Regions from separate parts of the Mus musculus genome. Here all the other regions are linked to region 1. The links are chromatin contacts, called in public Hi-C, HiChIP or PLAC-seq and capture Hi-C maps. All regions are on one chromosome and are shown on one strand. The core of a region is the stretch at or near the end of the contact, and the rest is flanking DNA. Distances in the headings are between cores, read along the strand shown.

What was found. A called contact is a pair of places that touch in the nucleus more often than the background predicts. HiChIP or PLAC-seq counts read pairs in DNA pulled down with a chosen protein or histone mark. Capture Hi-C pulls out chosen DNA fragments and counts their contacts.
Region 2: an H3K4me3 HiChIP or PLAC-seq map of bone marrow-derived macrophages shows a contact between it and region 1, with 5 times the contacts expected there. The contact joins the promoter of 1700006J14Rik here to the enhancer-like site in region 1. A contact is called at or near these places in 2 of 15 datasets of contacts at CTCF or cohesin (the NIH/3T3 cell line and stem cell-derived epiblast-like cells), 6 of 484 Hi-C or Micro-C datasets (the C2C12 cell line, bone marrow-derived macrophages, cerebellar granule neurons and 2 more), 8 of 115 datasets of contacts at active chromatin or transcription factors (astrocytes, bone marrow-derived macrophages, craniofacial prominence and 4 more) and 1 of 9 other capture datasets (embryonic stem cells).
Region 3: a Hi-C map of bone marrow-derived macrophages shows a contact between it and region 1, with 18 read pairs. The contact joins two enhancer-like sites. A contact is called at or near these places in 12 of 39 promoter capture datasets (the 3T3-L1 cell line, 3T3-L1-derived adipocytes, the HPC-7 cell line and 8 more), 1 of 15 datasets of contacts at CTCF or cohesin (the NIH/3T3 cell line), 5 of 484 Hi-C or Micro-C datasets (adipose-derived mesenchymal stem cells, bone marrow-derived macrophages, gonadal supporting cells and 2 more), 12 of 115 datasets of contacts at active chromatin or transcription factors (bone marrow-derived macrophages, cardiomyocytes, craniofacial prominence and 7 more) and 1 of 9 other capture datasets (embryonic stem cells).
Region 4: a contact with region 1 is called in a Hi-C map of bone marrow-derived macrophages, with 20 read pairs. The contact joins two enhancer-like sites. A contact is called at or near these places in 13 of 484 Hi-C or Micro-C datasets (the 3T3-L1 cell line, the AML12 cell line, bone marrow-derived macrophages and 6 more) and 10 of 115 datasets of contacts at active chromatin or transcription factors (bone marrow-derived macrophages, cardiomyocytes, craniofacial prominence and 6 more).
Region 5: a contact with region 1 is called in an H3K4me3 HiChIP or PLAC-seq map of craniofacial prominence, with 6 times the contacts expected there. The contact joins two enhancer-like sites. A contact is called at or near these places in 2 of 15 datasets of contacts at CTCF or cohesin (the NIH/3T3 cell line and stem cell-derived epiblast-like cells), 2 of 484 Hi-C or Micro-C datasets (embryonic stem cells and uterus), 10 of 115 datasets of contacts at active chromatin or transcription factors (cardiomyocytes, craniofacial prominence, embryonic basal ganglia and 6 more) and 1 of 9 other capture datasets (embryonic stem cells).
Region 6: a capture Hi-C map of embryonic tail shows a contact between it and region 1, with 5 times the contacts expected there. The contact joins two enhancer-like sites. A contact is called at or near these places in 15 of 484 Hi-C or Micro-C datasets (bone marrow-derived macrophages, embryonic cerebral cortex, embryonic fibroblasts and 6 more), 22 of 115 datasets of contacts at active chromatin or transcription factors (acute myeloid leukemia, bone marrow-derived macrophages, cardiomyocytes and 10 more) and 3 of 9 other capture datasets (embryonic stem cells, embryonic tail and embryonic trunk).

What each region holds. Positions count from the first base shown.
Region 1 is chr10:120,870,823-120,873,904 of GRCm38.p6, reverse strand. It overlaps Msrb3 (methionine sulfoxide reductase B3), which reads left to right. Exons shown (of 7, transcript NM_177092.4): 2 at 2,754-2,870. The coding sequence starts at 2,795. Among named protein-coding and RNA genes, the nearest start is that of Gm15910, 15 kb to the right of the region's middle. Within about 2 kb of position 1,299, at least 93 of the 459 cell types and tissues checked have an H3K27ac peak or open chromatin away from gene starts, as enhancers often do. A contact at or near this core is called in bone marrow-derived macrophages, craniofacial prominence, embryonic heart and 3 more, where this site is marked.
Region 2 is chr10:120,362,701-120,365,419 of GRCm38.p6, reverse strand. 1700006J14Rik (a long non-coding RNA gene) reads right to left here and starts at 1,286. Exons shown (of 7, transcript XR_003948966.1): 1 at 1,104-1,286. Hmga2 (high mobility group AT-hook 2) reads left to right here. Exons shown (of 5, transcript NM_010441.3): 5 at 1,124-2,719. The coding sequence ends at 1,168. It overlaps Gm40783 (a long non-coding RNA gene), which reads right to left and starts at 1,064. Exons shown (of 2, transcript XR_872121.2): 1 at 1-1,064.
Region 3 is chr10:120,455,757-120,458,638 of GRCm38.p6, reverse strand. The region is part of intron 3 of Hmga2 (high mobility group AT-hook 2); the gene reads left to right. It overlaps Gm51785 (a long non-coding RNA gene), which reads right to left. Exons shown (of 4, transcript XR_003948969.1): 1 at 1-2,882. Among named protein-coding and RNA genes, the nearest start is that of Gm51785, 6.2 kb to the right of the region's middle. Within about 2 kb of position 1,443, at least 3 of the 459 cell types and tissues checked have an H3K27ac peak or open chromatin away from gene starts, as enhancers often do. A contact at or near this core is called in bone marrow-derived macrophages, where this site is marked.
Region 4 is chr10:120,490,159-120,493,254 of GRCm38.p6, reverse strand. No RefSeq gene overlaps it. Among named protein-coding and RNA genes, the nearest start is that of Hmga2, 15 kb to the right of the region's middle. Within about 2 kb of position 1,539, at least 5 of the 459 cell types and tissues checked have an H3K27ac peak or open chromatin away from gene starts, as enhancers often do. A contact at or near this core is called in bone marrow-derived macrophages, where this site is marked.
Region 5 is chr10:120,398,760-120,401,688 of GRCm38.p6, reverse strand. The region is part of intron 3 of Hmga2 (high mobility group AT-hook 2); the gene reads left to right. Among named protein-coding and RNA genes, the nearest start is that of 9230105E05Rik, 11 kb to the right of the region's middle. Within about 2 kb of position 1,643, at least 42 of the 459 cell types and tissues checked have an H3K27ac peak or open chromatin away from gene starts, as enhancers often do. A contact at or near this core is called in craniofacial prominence and embryonic limb bud, where this site is marked.
Region 6 is chr10:120,550,691-120,553,693 of GRCm38.p6, reverse strand. No RefSeq gene overlaps it. Among named protein-coding and RNA genes, the nearest start is that of Gm34952, 24 kb to the right of the region's middle. RefSeq lists an enhancer at 97-1,736. Within about 2 kb of position 1,658, at least 93 of the 459 cell types and tissues checked have an H3K27ac peak or open chromatin away from gene starts, as enhancers often do. A contact at or near this core is called in bone marrow-derived macrophages, craniofacial prominence, embryonic heart and 3 more, where this site is marked.

The DNA.
Region 1 (3,082 bases), core at 50-2,549:
AACCACACCAGTATCCTGAAAACTGCCATAGGAGAGCCGGGGGCTCGTCAGGCGTTCTGTAGGGTCAGCGCTGGGAAAGCTATGCTGTGACCAGCAGATGGTGGGAAACAGTATCAGAGAGCATGGACTCGCAACGGAGGCTTGTTCTGGGGAAACCGTGAGCAGTGCATCCAGCAGGGCCATGGGACAGGATAGGATGTGGTGAGAAACACAGGAAGAAGGCATGGAGTTAGATGGATGGGGAGGAGGGGTCTGGGAGGACCTGGGAAGAGTTGAGCAGAGGTGAAACCAGGATCAGAATGTACTGATGGGAGATTTAGTTTTCGTAAATGTTTTCCGGCTCATGTAATACTAAGCAAATATCTGACAGCTAACTTTTTTTTAAAAAAACATATACCACATACTAGGAGAGGTCCCTTTAGCTAATTGCTCTTTTGAACTGCTATTTTAGAGTCGGAGAAGCAAAGGTAAGTAACTTGTCCAAGGTCATACAAGCAGTTACAGAGACAGACAGAGTTCCAGCCAGGCAGTCCGGCAACAAAGCTAGCACACATCCACGGTGACAGGCATCTTTCTGGGAATGGGTTGTGTATTTTACATCTGTCGTCAGGGTCCGTTTTCTATTGCAAGTGTAAAAATACACACTCCTCCCTCTCTTCCCTCAAAACCTCAGTCCCAAAATATTGTTTACCATGCTCCTGTTCCCGGACCGGACACATTAAAGGCGCATCTCGTGGGTGCTTCTGTTGGACGGAGCTAAGCAGGGCATGCAGACACAGGTGGGCAGAACTGCCTTTCAGTCCATGGCTCAGACACATATTCCCAGGGTGCTGGGCACTTCACAAGCATTCTGTAAACTTGCCCACCTTCTCTAACATACTTGTGAGCATTCACGTAATTAAGGCTGTATCAGTGCCCAGCCTATAACACGGGAGATTTGTGAGTGGCTCACACCATGACAGGTTGTGTTCCTTCGTTCTTCCACATCCGAAAAGCCAAGGTGTCTGTGTCAGTAACTCTATCCATTGCTGCACTGCTTGGTGTTAGTATAGCACTTCCAGGGTCGACTTTAAGCACCAAAAAGGAAACAAAGCAGTTTAAACGCCCCCAAACTGGGCAAGACCAATTTGCCACTAGATGGCGCTCTGGCTATTTGGGTAGGGGAAAAAAAAAAAAAAAGATCGAGTAAGGACTATTAAATCACAGCCACTTTGAGCCCCTGGTATTTGCAGTCCTAGGCTTTTAATTGTAGCCGGCATCTTTGTTCTTTGCCTGACCTGCGGAGTGACGTCACTGCCTTGCTTCCTGTGTGCTGGCTTTGACACAAGCCAGATGGCCACAGTGATCCGTAGGCGCCCAGGCCGCCTGGTACAGCGGTTGATGAAACGGAATAGGAAGGCATTTTATGGTCAGCTGCGGGAGCACTGAGAGGCCGCAGCTTTGCTAAGTAATTACATTTACCGCACATACTTTATCCCTCATGGGGAAGGGTCTCATGGAGGGGGAAAAAAAAACTTACATTTTTATTTACGGCGTTGTGAGGTATAGACCTTTGATCTTTTATTAGCCAGTAGTCTGCTACAAAGGCATGCAGTCTTTGCCTGCTCCGCAGTCACTCGTGAAAATGACATCTTTATTTATGTCTAACGGTTCTCAGGCTGCGCATTGTGATTCTTAGCCCCCACCCCCACCCCAACCCCTCCAGTTAGTAACACAAAAATGTTTTGCTTCTGTAGTGAGTTTAGTTTGGGAAAGTCAGAGTTCAGGCATGTTAATACAAGCAGATTTCGGTCAGATATACTCCAGAGCGACTTGGTCAAATAGATTACTGTTTATCACATGTTTGCTCTTCAAGGGGGTCAGGAGAGTCCAGGAAAAGACTTTTATTTCAGGGTAGGGAATGGAGGGGGTGGCGGCGAGGAAATGATCAAGACATTAGTTTCATTCCATCTTTGGACATTAGGCAGTTGAAGTTACTTAACACGGCGTTTTTAAATAAAACACGAGAGATTGATAATCACCCAGTATTCTTCAATCTCATTTGAACTTAGTCCACACCAATCACGGCCCTGCGTGAGATCTTTACGCACCAATCATGGCCCTGCGTGAGATGTTTACGCACCAATCACAGCCCTGTGTGGCATGCTTATGAAAACCCCACAAGCTGGACTTTTGTCTTAATATCGTATAGGTTGGGGATTCTTCTACGTGATTCATTTCTCAAGACTTCAGTAAAATATTTTCTACCCCTTTCAATGTTGGGTCATGAGTTCTACTCCCAGAATTTTATTTAGAGGTTAAAAATCATAGAATTAAACGAAAGGGCACCTTCCCTATGCCTTCTTCAAAGTTAACGGATTGTGGAGCAAAGTCTCATAGTCGTCCTTCATCTTTTGTTTTTTTGTTTTTTTTTTTTTTCCCTTGTCTTAAAGGGCAAGTCTCTACGTAAGGACACATTTTGGCTCTGCTGTTAAATGAGCGTTTCCCACACCACGTTTGCTCTGTGTCCTTGGATCTTCGAGCCTCGATTGCACTCACATATGTACTGGGGATAAAGCCAGCCTCCTCAGCGAGTGCAGGAATTCACAGTGGCAGGGAGAGTCAGCTGTCCATCCGAAACCGCCGCACTATGGTTTATTAGCACTGTGCGTGCGCTTAGCCCTAGGTCAACCCAAGCCATCAGTTGTTCCATGAGTGTGCCTACCGTTCCTGAGGTTTTAATTCGTTGTTTTTGTTTCCTCTTTCCTACTCAGCTTCTGCCGCTGCCTTTGCCTCTGCTGGAGATACCACAGCTATGTCTGCCTTCAACCTGCTGCACTTGGTGACGAAGAGCCAGCCCGTGGCCCCGAGAGCCTGCGGGCTCCCCTCAGGTTGCCAATTGTTGTTCTGTGGTAGGGCACCGGGCAGAGTGGGTATTTCTGCTGCAGGAAATGGTACACCAGCATGCTTTACTAAACTTGATCTCTTTTATTTGGACCCTAATTTAAAGATGGAGATTGGTTACAAACCCTCACCGTCCTCTGAGTGACACCCATTTCCATGGTCCTTTCAATATTGGAGGTCCCTCGCCCAGCACTCACTT
Region 2 (2,719 bases), core at 37-2,536, 510 kb after region 1:
GGCTGTTGTAAGCTGGCCATTCTTAAAGGGGCTTCATTGGCTGCTGGAGTAAATGTTTACCCCTCTCCCAGATCTGTTTCACATGCCGTCTTTGGAGCCAGCCGGCAGCGTTTGATAAAAATCATCCTCCCACTAACGACACTCTTTATCGGAAATGTTTATTAGCTCCGCTTTACCGCCCATGTCCTGAAAGGTATTGCAGGTTTGTTAAATAAGCAGAAGTTAAAAAGAACTTTGTAGCTCACACCAGCTTGCAGGAACCCCAACAAATTCCAGAGCCATAAGGAATGAGGGGAAAGGGGGGCTGGGGTGGAGTTAGATTTATATGGGCGAGAGGCCCTGAGAAAACATATATATTAGGTTTTCTCTGCTTGGCTGGCCCACCGTTAAATGTTTGCCTGATGTTGACGGATTTAGTATTGAGATTGAACAGTTATGTCAAACTTAGCCCATTGCCTCAAAATGTGTTTTAATAAATGTAAAAATAAGGAAACTGCTCTCAGGAGCAATGTACTTGCAGGATGGGTCTGCTGTCGCTCTCCCACAGCCTTGGCTGAGGAGTTGTATACCAGCCCTGTTTGACCCAAACCTGCCCCTACTTGCCTTATATATAAGGGGTATATTGTTTGTCTGTACACTAAGGAACCCATCTAAAAAAACACACACACATCTAGCAAACGCCCAAACAGCATCAACTAGCAAAAGTTCAAATAGCATCAGCTACCATTACCAACATTTGGTGGGTGGGTTGACTTTCAAGAGCAGCTTTTTAAACCCGATGACTGTGGCACACCATGGGGAGAAACCAACTCTTTCTTGGTGAGTGAAGTCTCCAGAGACCCCACAGGCTACTTCTGACGGTAAACAATTGAATTTGCTGACCAGCAGCCATGGTGCCTTAAGTCAACAGTGACAAAAAACAGCCCAGGAAAAAAGACAACCCCTTGATTCCTCAATGACACGGGTTGAGTGCCTGGGAATAGAGGTCAGGCAGTGTCCCCCACCATGTTCCGCTTAAGCAAGCTCAGCGTGGTGCAGGCGACTCCTGGTTACAGGAGTGGTACTCTGGGCAAGCATTGTTCCCCAAACAAGGCCTAACCCACCTGCCTTCCGTGTGTTGCAGGAGACTGAAGAGACATCCTCGCAAGAGTCCGCAGAGGAGGATTAGGGGGCGCCGACATTCAATTTCTACCTCAGCATCAGTTGGATCTTTTGAAGGGAGAAGACACTGCAGTGACCAGTTATTCTTAACTGCCACGGTCTTTCTACTTCCTGCGGGGTGGGGCGGGGGCGGGGCTGGGCGAGGGGCGGGGCCGGGGTGGGCGAAATCGCATAACCTTGAGAAGGACTATATTAATCACTTTGTAATCCCTTCACAGTCCCAGGTTTAGTGAAAAACTGCTGTAAACACGGGGGACACAGTTTAACAATGCAACTTTTAATGACTGTTTTCTTTTTCCTTAACTTACTAATAGTTTGTGGATCTGATAAGCAAGGGTGTGTGGTTGAAGAAAACCTCTGTGGTGGGCTTAATCAGTCACTACATGCAAACCCTAAACCGGCACCCTGGTGACCGGGGGCATTCGTATAAGAAAAGCATTGTGTGTGACTCTGTGTCCACTCAGATGCCACCCCCACCATGATCATAGAAAATCTGCTTAGGACACCAAAGATGAGAACTAGACACTACTCTCCTTTCTTTGTGTATAATCTTGTAGACACTTACTTGATTTTTTTTTCTTTTTTTACTTTTCAATTCTGAATGAGACAAAATGCTGGTGTATCTTTTCATACAGCTAGCAAACCAGAATAGGTTATGCTCGTTTTTTGCTTTGTTTTGTTTTTCAAAAAGGGAAGTAAACGAGAACCGTTGACTCCTCCATTTATGGACTCATACACAGCAGCAGGAGTGATAAGCCCACAAGCTCTCTTTCCCGCCTCGGGAAATCTACACAGCCAAAAGCCACTTAGCCATAAATGACACTTGTCAGCCTTGAAGCATCGGAGATAACTAGCTGAGTAAAATGATCCTGTTTTGGAATTTAATGAAAAGGTTAACAGTACCCAATGAACCCACCCAAGTGATGACATGGGAGGAGCGAAACCGAAATCTCTTTTGCTATATAAAGGACACTATTTTTTAAAAAAAAATAATAAAAACAGCTCCCGCTCTCTGTCCTCTCTCCCTCCCTTCTCTCCCTCGCCTCTCTCTCCTCTCTATATTCCCTGTTCTTCATTGTGTACCAGTGTCCGTGAAAGACCGCAGTACCACTTACCTCAGATGAAGCCTGCGTGTTACATCCTGTAACACCTTTCATTTTGACATAAGATGGCTAGCCGAGGTGCATTATCTTGGTTCGGACTGCCATCTCTGCATTCACGCTGCACTTTTAGCCAGAGATGCAATAATCCCCACTCCTCAATACTACCTCTGAATGCTACAGTGAATTTACAGCCCTGCACTTGTTACACGCTGCTAGACACAAGCCCTGCAAGAGAAAGGAAAAAAAAAAGCCCACCAAAACCAAACCAAACCTTACTGGGTCGGCATCTCAGCCATCCCCAGTTCTCGACCATTCTTCTCTGTACTCTTACTCCGTCTCAGCAGGCTATGCATGTTTCTATGACTTTTTTTTTTTTTAATTAAAATGTTACAAATGCTTGTGGCAGCTTTCCTGCTAGATTGTTACATTAATTTGAAACAGTTTTGAGTCAAGTT
Region 3 (2,882 bases), core at 194-2,693, 420 kb after region 1:
GAACCTGAAGAGAGCTCTGCCCCTTAGAAAGGATGAGGAAGTGGTGGGTCCAGTGATCCCATGAGTATCTTAACTAGAGATGGCTAGAAGGACTCTGGAGGGTCCAGTGACCCCATGAGCATCTTGACTAGAGATGGTTAGGACCACTATTGTCCATTGCTTCCTTTGGTCTCTTCTGCTGCTGGTTTGAATAGTTTGCAGATTTATAATTTTGATAGTTTTCTGGATTTTCAGTCTCTGTGTATGCAAATAAGAAGTGAGAGAACAGAACTTACATTTCCTTCATAGCCAAGGCCAAGGAGCAGGGTTTGGGGGGCTTGGGGGTTCAAGTTTTTGACCCACCACTCAACTAAGTATCATCTTAAACAAATTATGTGATCATCCCAAGGCTCCATTTCTCCTCTGGACAAGGTACGAGTCTCAGAATTTGTGTGAGTGTTAAGTGAGAAGTGTGCGAAGGCTCAGTCCAACTCCCAAGGTGTGGTGCTTGGTAAACATTAGAGATCATATTTAACACATTGGCATGCTCCCCCCTTAACGCTAACTACAGCCTGCACTTCAATTATACACAGCATGAGGCCCAGTGAGAATCACACTCCATGCTGACCACATTCCCTTGGTGTACCGAGTCTTCAGCGTGTGTCTATTGCTTATCATGAAGGTTAAGACTTGCTTACTGGTGATGTTAAACTAGGTTTTATGTCTGTTCACACTCAGGGAAAATTTTTTTACATTGATGCCAAAACCCTTTCTCTTTATAGTAGAAGTTTGATGTTGTGCCTTAATTTAATTTGAGAAGTACTTTGTATGCTGTTTACCTAGTATGTACGTGTAGAAACTTGACAGTTCTAGTTCTCAGAGCATCTGTATCATCCCAGTAGTCAGTTCTCTTACCCACAACATTCAGGTAGGACCTGTGTGTCTCCATTTTGCCTTGAAGAGGCGCTTATCATTGAACTGGTCCAGAGACAGAAAATGTTTAGAAAACATCTGAGAATGTGGGATTCAGGCTCAGGAACATAAGGAAATAGGAAAGATGCTCTCTTCACTTGAGAAGCATACCATCCAGATGTTTCTTAGGAAGGCCAGTAGGGCCTCTGGGAGAAGAGAAGCAAGGGAATAGCACATGGAATAAGAGGGCGAAGACTAGCAGTGCCTTTACCTGGTCTATTTTTAGAACCTTTTCAAGAGAGAAAAATACACCTTAATAGAAATTAATGCTTACTTTTTTCAAAAGGAAAAAAAATATTCTGGAGATCATAAAATTGACCCAGAAACTGACCCAAGGATCAGGTGCCGACTTTAGAGGGTCACTAGAAAGTCACTAACAGTCCCAGCTGTTTCCTTGGCTGCTGATAGTCTTTATTTGGCAATGGGGTGTGTGCAGGATGTTAAGTTAAAAATATACATTTCCACTTCGCCTCCTTCCAGGGGCATTTACTTTTATTAAAAAGAGCTTGCGGCACACAGGAAAGTGATGTCATTTCGTTTGTTAGTCACACATTTGAAGAGTCTAGATCAACAAGAAGGGAGTTTTTGTCTTGCCTGTTTTGTAGCCATCTCATAACATAAGTGATGATTTGAGGACCTAGCAGGAGATACTAACTCAAAATAAATTTGGATCTCATCAGACCAACGGAAACTGTTTCCTTTCAAGGATTCTAAGCACCCATGTGCTGAAGAACCTGGAAATCTACTTGACAGAAAAGGTCTCCATTTCCATTTCTTTACTCTCCAGATGTATGCTTCCTTTTGAAAAACTTGTACCCATTGTAACAACACTTGCCTTGAAATATAACTTGAAATATAACTTCAATGTTTAGGAAGAGTTATCCAGTAGTCAGAATGCAGACAATTTTAAGGTTGAATGGGGGTCAGAGGGAACAAAACAACCTTGATATATAACTTTTTTTTTTTGAAGTCAGCTAAATGGAATTGGTAAATACAAGATCATTTATTTTCCCTTAAAAACTTTCAATAATAATATGCTTTTAAAAAACCATCAGAGCTTCCACACCACCCAGCTGTTGCACAAGAATATTCCATGTCTTACCAGTAGATATAGTTGACGTTTACTTCCACTCTACCTAAAATAGCAAGATGGAACAAGCCAAATGTCCGTCAACAGAGGAGTGGATACTGAAAGTGTGCTACACTTAACACAATGGAATATTATCCACTTGTGAAGAAAAATGAAGTTGTAGAATTTGCAGGAATATGGATGGACTTGTAACCCAGAAAGAAAATCACACGTTCTCTCTCATATGCAGATCCTAGCTCGTGATGAATACATATATATATGTGTGTGAACAGGTGAGCACATAGGCCTGTATGTTTGACCTCTGACCTGTAGCACTGGAGACAGGAGAGAACTGAGCAGACAGAGTCATTAATAGCCTGCCTGGGCTCAGATAGCAAGTCACTCACTGTCGCCAGCCGCCAGGCCCATGCGTACACGACAAAGCTTTCTCATTGGTGTGAGGAGCCCCGTGAGGAGAAGACATACACGAGCAGCTTTGTCCGGCAAGCGTGCATACGTTCGCTCTAGTTCTTGGCATTTATTCCATTTCAGGCCAAAGCAATATTTAATATTTAGCATCTAGAATGCAGTTTTTCTTTACTGTACATAAGTTCTATGTTATAAAGCAAGCTCTCTGAATGTAGGTGGGCATTCATTCTTCGGCTTTTCGATTTCTCTTAAATCTGACGGTTTGTGGGGTTTTTGTTTGTTTGTTTGTTTGTTTTCTTTTCCTAGACAGGGTTTCTCTGTATAGCCCTGGCTGTCCTGGAACTCACTTTGTAGACCAGGCTGGCCTCGAACTCAGAAATCTGCCCTCCTCTGCCTCCTGAGTGCTGGGTTTAAGTGCACACAACCTGCAGTC
Region 4 (3,096 bases), core at 290-2,789, 380 kb after region 1:
CACTGCTTTCTGTTCCTCACAGAACAGGAATAGACTTTCCTTACCAGTACTTTTGGCAATTCTGGATATTTTACATAAATAGACTATTTTAAAAGATTTAATATGAGTGAGGGGGGAGGGGTGGATGTGCGCATGTGCACGCATGCGTCTGGGCCCGTGAGTCTATGTTCACTGGCCACAGAGGTCAGACCTCAGATTCCCTGCAGCTGAGACTACAGATGGTTGTGAGCTGTCCAACATGGATACTCCAGGCCTCTGGAAGAGCAGTAAGTGTTCTTAACCACTAACCCATTAATGAAATTTTACAATAGTATCCTTCAGAGTCTGACTCAGCATATTCTTTCCAAGAATCATACACGGTTGTAGCATGTTGTAGCGCATGCCAGTGCTTCGTGTCTTTTTCAGTGTTGAGTACTATCCCATATCGTGAATGGACAGATATTTTATTTTTCCAGTTACCGGATCGTGAACATTTTATGTTTGTGCTTTTTCCGTGTTTTAGCCAGTATGGTTGTGTGGATGTTTACATTTTGTTTATATACACATACATAAATGATATGTAATATGAATAGACATGCTGAGTGAAGAAACTCTAGTTGGTATGAGCATGACAAACATGGCTCTGGAAAGCCTTGCACTTCTTCTATTCCCTCTGCCTTGCTAAGAGCCATTAGATGACATTCCTAAAGCTAGCCACCAAGGGCTAGTCCCTTATTTGGCCACTTCCTCCCCCTGAGGCTGACCACCAAGGTCCAGTTATCAAAGCATTGAAGTCCAACCATCAAAAGCCCCCTTTTGGCCACTTTAATTATCGTGCCCAATTAAAATTAGTCAACTCATCCTAACATGTGATTTCCCCTTTCACCTTTATAAACCAACATTTGTCTATGGGTCATGGCTGTCTTCTCTCTATCCAGAGGCAGTCCTTTGTTATGTCCCACCCCCACCCTGGACTAATATACCATTACACTCCCCTTGCTCCCGTTCTCCCCTCTCCCTTGTTCCTTTCCCCATCTCTCTCTAACTCTTGCCTCTGTCTTTAATTCCCTGCTCTCTGTCCATTTGAGACAAATAAATCTTTATGCTGAGAACTGGACTTGGGGTTGTCTCGAGCTGACTCTGAGGTCCCTAAGGACGAGCCCTGTGGAAATTGTACTCTTAAGGTTCTCATGAGAGTTTGTTTCCTCAAGCAACTGTATCACATCTCAAGAAGCAACATGTCAATGCGCCAGTGGCCCTGTGCCCTCAGCAACACTTCCGCCGTATGCGTTTATGATCGGAGCGCAGCATCCTAGTGGGAGCGCAGCATCCTAGTGGGAGCGCAGCATCCTAGTGGGAGTGACATCACTTCCCTGTGCTCCGGAAGATGACTACCAGTACTGGAACCAATGGCCCTTCCCTCAAACAGCATTATAAGCAACCACAAAGCCCAGTGGCTTCGACCACTGGCACCCAGTCCTCACTCTGTAGGGCGAGGCATCCATTCTGATATTATTTCATGTGTCTTCATTGCAGGACTGAGACTGTTTCTGACGTGGTGGAGTGTCCACTCTCAGATGACAAGCAGGAACAGCCTGTGGCCTGGATCTGGCACATGACACTTCTGCTTTCCAACTGCTGTCCAAAAATTTCCTGTCACCAAACCCAACTTCAATACAGCCAGTATCGCAAAGCTTGGCTTCCAGAGTGAAAGAGCAAGAGAGTGTAATTTTACAGAGGAAGGGAGTGAATTATTGAAAACAACAGTCCAGTTTCCCTCCCCGCTCAGTTCTGTCTCAATGGCATCTTGCTTCCTATTTACTAACACGGTGAACTCATTATTGCACTCAAACTTCAGGGCATCTTAGATCTCAAACATTCCATCCCTTCCCCCAGTAGCATCTTCCTCAAGGTCTCCATTTGGGAGACTATATTAAAATCTGAAATTATTAGAAGCTGAAATGATTAAAAACGAGAGTGTTGGATTATACCAAAACTGTTCTTTTGTATCAAACATTGCTAGCCGCTACCCAGAATTTATCTGTTGACTTCTTTCTTTAAAAATCACTGAAGCACCTGTGGGACAAGCGTGAGACACAGGGTCCATACTCTCAAGGCCCCCAGAAAAGCTGAGTAGGCCTGGTGTCCACCTGTGACCCCAGCAAGCAGAAGTAGAGGCAGGGGTATTCCCAGAGCAAGCTGACTGGCTAAGCTCCACACCTCGAGAGACCCTCAGATAAAATGTGAAAGCCATTAAGGATGCTATCCAGCAGCAGTCTTAGGTTTCCACAGGCTTGTGCACATGAGTACCTGTACACACAAGTGTGCCCCAAGTATGTGAAGGAGCACATGTACATACACCCAGCTCACAGACATATATATACACATATATGTATATATATGCACATATACATACACACATATATGTGTGTGTGTATATATGTATACGTGTATACGTGTATATATGTATATGTGTATATATATGTATATATATATTCAAATGACAGATTCTCAATCAGGTGTGGTGGCACATGGCTCTAATCCCAATAAGGCTAAGGCAGGGGCATCATAAAATGTGAATTAGCCTGGGCTACAGAGAGAGTTGAAGATCTTTCTGACTTGCAGAGCAAGCAAGACCTTATCTCAATGAGCAAACAAATTCCAACTGAACTTATTCAGAGTAGTAAAACATTTTATATTTTATTTACTTTTTTATTTTATTTTTTATTTTTGCAGCCTCTCTCATCTGGAGCTGAGACTGACCTTGTGAAAATCTGCTGTGGATTTCTGGACCAGTCTGTTTTCCTTATTTTGCTCCTGTTTTGTCTAGCACGTGGCTGCTGAACTTGAGGTGGAGTGGCCATACTTTGAAGATGAGGTAACCATTCTAGGCGAGAGGAAGAGGCTGAGCACCCGCAGAGCGTGGAAAGAGAAAGGCAGGCAGAGACACCCGTGGACTGTAGTTTTGCTCCTGTTGTGAATTGTAACGTAAATATTTTTGGAGACAGAGGTTTGTTTGCCAAAGGGGTCACGAGCCACAGGTTGAGAACTGATTATTTAGTGGCCCGGACTGGTGGTCTCAGTTATCCAGGGTACCTTGACTGTGGCTGTCCTTGA
Region 5 (2,929 bases), core at 394-2,893, 470 kb after region 1:
ATGTCTGATATTTAGTGGGACACCATGGGCCAATACAGTGTTTGAAATGTGAATGTTATTAAACCTATGTAAAAGTCAAGTTTAAAAAAAAAATAACTATTTTGAGAGTACAAAAAGGCCCTCAAGTGCTCAGTTAGCCTTTAAATGCTTTAATGAGTTCTTGCGTGGAAGCAGGACCATTCTTAAATTCTCCCTTTTAAATGAAGATATAGTGTGAAAATATCTTTGGAGAAGCAGGTTCTATAGGCACAGTTAGTTACTCCAGACTTTCTCTGGGAATGTTCCAGTGTGAGTGTGTGTGTGTGTGTGTGTGTGCACGTGCGCACATGTGTATGTGCATGTATATGTATGTGTGCATGTATATATATATGTGTGCATGTGTATGTGTGCGTGCATGCATGTGTGTGTGTGTGCATGTGTGTACATGTATGAGTCAGGGGTTAGTTCACCTGAGGTATCATTCCCCAAGCGTTGTCCACCTTCTGTTTTGAGACGGTCTCCTAATGAGACCTGGGCTTGCTGATTCGGTTAGAATGGTAACCTGTGAGCCTCTCCTGCCAGGGCTCCTCCTGCCTCTGCTTCGCCGTTGCTAAGATTACCAGCATGCACCTCTATTGTTGCGGATTATTTCCCAGAGAATACTGCTCTGACTTGAGTGTAAGACAATAGAACATCTTTATTAGCCAGCCATCGACTACACTGGGCGCTCGGGATGGCAGTATAGCCCTGAGCCTTCTTAGGGAGTGGTTTTAAGCACGAAAACCGTCTTCTGAGTTGATGGACTTCAGTTAACAAGAGCCGTTAGCCAGGAGAGGAACTACAGAAGCTAAAATGTAAGGTTAGTACAGTTTTGGACTTTCCCAGAACTATTATGGACTCTGATGATTGGGCCTTTGAGTTCTGGCAGGCGGGGCTGTCTACAGCTGATTTTTATAGCCTGAATGGCACTTCCATCCCGGAGTCATACAAAGGTCTCAGTGACTGCTATGAGCTGAGGCTCTGTTACCAGCTTTATGCGGTGCTTGGGGTCCAACTCAGCCCCTCCTGATTGCATGGAAGAACGTTACCAAAGGAGACAGCTCTAGGCTAGATGGACTTACAGCTTCTGTTTCTATTTGTGATCACAATTGCCATTATGGCCGGTCCAGCCTTTCTCCAGTTGCCCCTTTCCCTCATCATCTGTCCTGGTTTGCGATTCCAAGGAAGACTTCCTCTTCTCCCTTTTCTCTTGCCCACTTCTTCATTTAATACTCTCCGTGTAGGGAAACTCCTCTTTTTCTCTCTTCTGGGTCAGCCATCTTGACTTGCACAGGAAGAAAATTCCACAGCGGCGTTCTCTCCTCAGCTACTAACTCCAGCGCAAGGGAGCCTTCTGGAAAGGCAGCTTCTCTTTTTGCTGTGGCGGCTGAAGCCCGTTTCCTATTCTCTTTCTTCAGAGCAGCTTTCAAAACAGCTGGTTACCATCCTTTAGGTTAATCCTTCCTAGACAGTACTTCAAAATCATTATATCATTTTCCAGTCTTTTTTTGTCCAACATGAGTTATAGAACTCCCTTTAGCTTTTTCTCACAAGGCGTAGTATTCAGCCCTTTAATAAGCAGCGTGGTATAATTGAAAGAATATGGGCTTCAGAGTCAGACCTGAGTCTGAATCAGAGTCACATTACTCACTGGCTGCTTGACCCCAGTCAGAGCCCTTAACTTTCCTGAATGGCAGTTTCCTTGTCTGCTAGGTGGGGCTTGATGAGAACTATCTTACAGGGGCCTTGCCAGAAGTTCTGATGCATGTAGCATTCCTGGCTTGCTCTCAATATTGTGATAAATGTTGCTTCCCTTCCTTCCTCCTCCCCTCCTCCTCCTCCTCCCCTCCTCCTCCTCCTCCTCTCCTCCTCGTCCAGGTCAGTTTCCTACATTACAGGCATAGATCGGAATAAAGGGTTGAGACTTTCAAATAATTCTTTTTGCCTATCGCCTCTGAAACACCTCCTTAATTATTTCCCAGGTTTTTTTTTGTTGTTGTTAGTAGATATTTTGATGCTATTTCCATATCTATACACACACACACACACACACACACACACACACACACACACACACACACACATGCTCCTCCTAGAGATCGCCATTCAAGAAGAGCAGTATTCAAGGCAGTCCCTTAACTGGTGTTGACATCTTTAGATCATTCTCTTATCTCATGTTCACCTTGAGGAATTTCCAAAGTTAGTTCTTTATTTATGGTCTTTTTCAACATCAGGGACCCACTGGGTCTCATTTTAGGATAAGTTACTCGCTCTCAGTTGTACAGCCATCTTATGTGGCACTCTTTGGCAAAGCTGACAAAGGTGCCTACAGAGGCAGACATGGAGGTTTGCCTGGGAAGACAGCTTACAACACAGAGGCTGGGCAGGGTTTCAGGTGCTTTTATACCTGTAGTAACCACAGTCTTGGCTCTGGTGTGATTTAATTTCATAAATAAGATGCTCAAAATACATACACACGCTGCTCCTGCCTCTCCAGCGCCCCATGACACCAGCCTTTCCTCCTTTTCCTTCCCCTGTATCTGTTCGCTGCCATGCAACTTATAAATAGTACTTCCTCCTTTACTCAAGGTAGCTCCAATTCTGCCACACCTGGCTGTTTCTTTGTGAGCCTTTTAATTCCCGCTGTGAGCTGCATATTTTGAGGAGTTCCCCTCTCTTTGTGTTTACACTGTGCAACTGGAGATTCCATAAAACAGACTTTACTGAAGTGTGTTAACAGAGTCTTAACGAGTGGTGGATTGGCAAGAGCTTGTGTCAGTGTGGCTTATAGTCCCCCTCTGCCACATGAGTGAGTGAGTGTCTCAGCAGCCTGAGCTGAGGCACTAGGAGGGAGAAGAGCGGCTGGGTAACAGAACACACGGCAGTTTTTATGGGAAGCGAGAGGAGAGTT
Region 6 (3,003 bases), core at 409-2,908, 320 kb after region 1:
CTTCTGTGTCACTTTCACTTCTAGGTCAACAAATATTTGACCGTTTTGAACAGATGTGTTTGTAAACTTACATGAGGAGCTCTTGAGAAGTAAGTTAGGGCAAGAGAGAACACTGCTTCTTCTCTCTCAGGAGAACCTTTAGCATGTAATCTCTACCTAACATGTCTCTGGGCAGATTATGATCTATGTCCAAAAAGGCTGGAGGAAGCCACGGGAGGATGCAGGCTCCCTGACTTGCCAGTCAGCACCTTCAGCTCTCTCCAGACCCAAAGTCTGGACTAGGTGAAACCAGCCAGCTCCATGCCTGGCTCAGGTCGAACCACAAAGTCACGCCTAACGTAGATTTGCCCATTGGCTGCAGGCCGGGCGCCCCTCAGTCTGAGGGGGGCGGAGTCTGGAGGGGGTGGAGTCTATCGGCAACTGGGCCACTGCTCCCACCCTTCTAGGGGACCCTTGTTTGGCGGTTTCTTTTTCCTCTTTGGGAAAAAGTTACCAACTTCATTGGCGTCGCTGCTCTGCAACTAGTCCCTCCAACCCCGCTCCCGGAGGCTGAGCTCAGATGCTCCGCAGACGCCGCCCAGCGGTCCAGGCCAGGGGCCCCGTGCCTCTGTCGGGGTCGCCTTTTCTCTGCTTGCACCCACGGCTACACCGATCTGCACAGCAGCATGGAGCCCGCACGCTGCCGGGTCCCCTCTCCTGACGTACACCTACCCCACCCCCTAACCAGTAGGACACTCTCCATCCTACTCCGGGTCCTCTTACGTACACCACCTTCACTCTCACCGAGGCTACCTAGAGTCACAGCCTCCTCCCTCCCGGTGGTGGCCGCCTTCTGTGCGTTCCCTAGGGTTCGTCATGCGCTAAATCTCCTGGCTCACATTTAGGGATCATATCCCCGCGCGCGCATTTTCCGAGATCACCCACGTGCTCTCATTCTCATTCTGCCCCAGCAACGGCCCGCATTGCGCGGTGGCCCCTCGAGCCGCGGATCGTGGGAACCAGGCTGGGCCCCTTCGTCCCTGTCCCTCCTAGGTCATCCATCTCCCACCCAGTCTGCTGCCGAGACTTCAAAGGCGCCCCTGCCGGCGCGGGCCCCCTGACCCCGTGCGCAGAGCAGACGGCTGGGGCGCTCGGCGCGGAGGGAGGCCAGTTGGCTCATCCAGACACGCTCGGTCCTGCAAGTGGCTGCGTGGGTACCGAAACGGCCTTGGGTCTAGCCGTACAATAGCCTCTGACAAGGCCGTACCACGCTCGGGCCACCTAGGGTTGTCCCCCACCCCCATTCCCAACCCTCCGCCAGCAAGGTCCTTGATTCGTTTCTTCCGGAAGGAAATCTGGATCAGGACTGACTCCTTTCCAAGCAGAATAAGAAAAATCGTTCCCAGCGCTTGCTCCCCCTCCTAAAAATAAAATAAAATCAAATCAAAATAAAAATAAATAAGAGTCTCCCCTGACACTTAAGCAGCACTTCCTTCTTTCTTCCCTCCGTCCCATTCGGACACCCCTAATTGACAGACTCTAATCCCCGGATCGGAACTACTTCTGCCGGGAAGATTTGGCCGGCTTTTCCTTTTCTCTCAGCATTCCTGAAAAGCCAATTCGTTCTGAGCTGCGTTGATGGAGGGCAGGGGGGAGGAGGGTTACTTCCAACTTCTGGCACCACCTGGGTGGTCGCCATAACCCAGCGGTTCCCTGTCAGCTGTGTATTCTCCTCCACTCTATAAAGGCGGCTTTGCGGGAATCGTTAAGGCTCTTCGCCATCGATCTGCGGGGTACATGTATTGATTTATACTTATAATCAACTACAGTGTGAGATTTCGGGGAGGGTGATGGTGTGTTCCCGGTGCATAACTAACTGTGGCTGTGTGTTTGGAGATGTTGAGTTCAAGCGAAACAGCTTTTTGCATGAGGCTCTCTAAACATTCTTTTTCACACACTTAAAAATATTAAGGCTGTGCTCCACAGTTCAGCATTTTGATTGGCTGTGGTTTTCTGTAGGTAAAACACTCCAAGAAAAGATGGGGGAGGGGGGGTTACGGGGAGGGGGCGTGTCTCAGCATAACTTCGAGTCCTTTAAAAGGAATAGGTTAAACTTAGTCGGCAGCACTAAGATACATATTATACATACAAGGGAGAACACAGAAGCCCTGAGACTGCCACTAAACAACTCAGGCTCACAGCTTTCTCCACCCTAACAATGTTTCCTCACTCTGAGGAATCATTGGTGATCTTCTGGTATGAAAGTCTGAGCTGTGAGCAAGAGAGCAAACTGGACAGGAATTGCTCAAAGGTGGAAGACATCAACTGCTCTGCCTTACACAGGATTTGTCGTCCAGTGGTGCCTGGGCCTTACGGTACCAATGTGGATGGGGGTACGCAGACCCTACCTGGAGGTAATTAGGTCTTTGGGACACCAGTCTCAAAACCTGCTAGGTTAAGGTGGTTCTTGTGGAACCCTGGTTAGTTCTGACGAGATGAGTTGTGGTCCTGATCTTGTCTAGCTTCCTATGTCATCATATAACTGCTCCCTCTCCCACGTGCGTTTCCTTTCAGCCGTCCATGAGGTGACGAGCTTAAGGCTCCTCAGAGCCCAAACCAAAGAAGTTGCCTGATCTTGGGATTTCAGTTTTCATAACTTTTAGTCAAATAACCCTTATTTCTCTATAAAATACCCAGCCTGGGGTATTTTGTTGTGTTGTTGTTGTTGCAGCAAAAGAGAAAAGACTAACTTAGGATCATCCCAGCTGGACATGGTGCTATGTGCCTTTCATCCCAGCCACTAGGAGCCAGAGTCAGGCAGATCATGAGTTTAAGGCTAGTTTGGGTTACATATTGAGTTCCAGAACAAAACTAGAGAGACCCTGTCTAAAACAAACAAACAAACAAACAAACAAACAAACAAACAAACAGAAAACCCAAAACAAAACAAAAAAACAAACAAAAAACCAAAATAAAACAGCAAAATAAGTTATTAGAATTATATCTCATTTAAAGTATGAACAG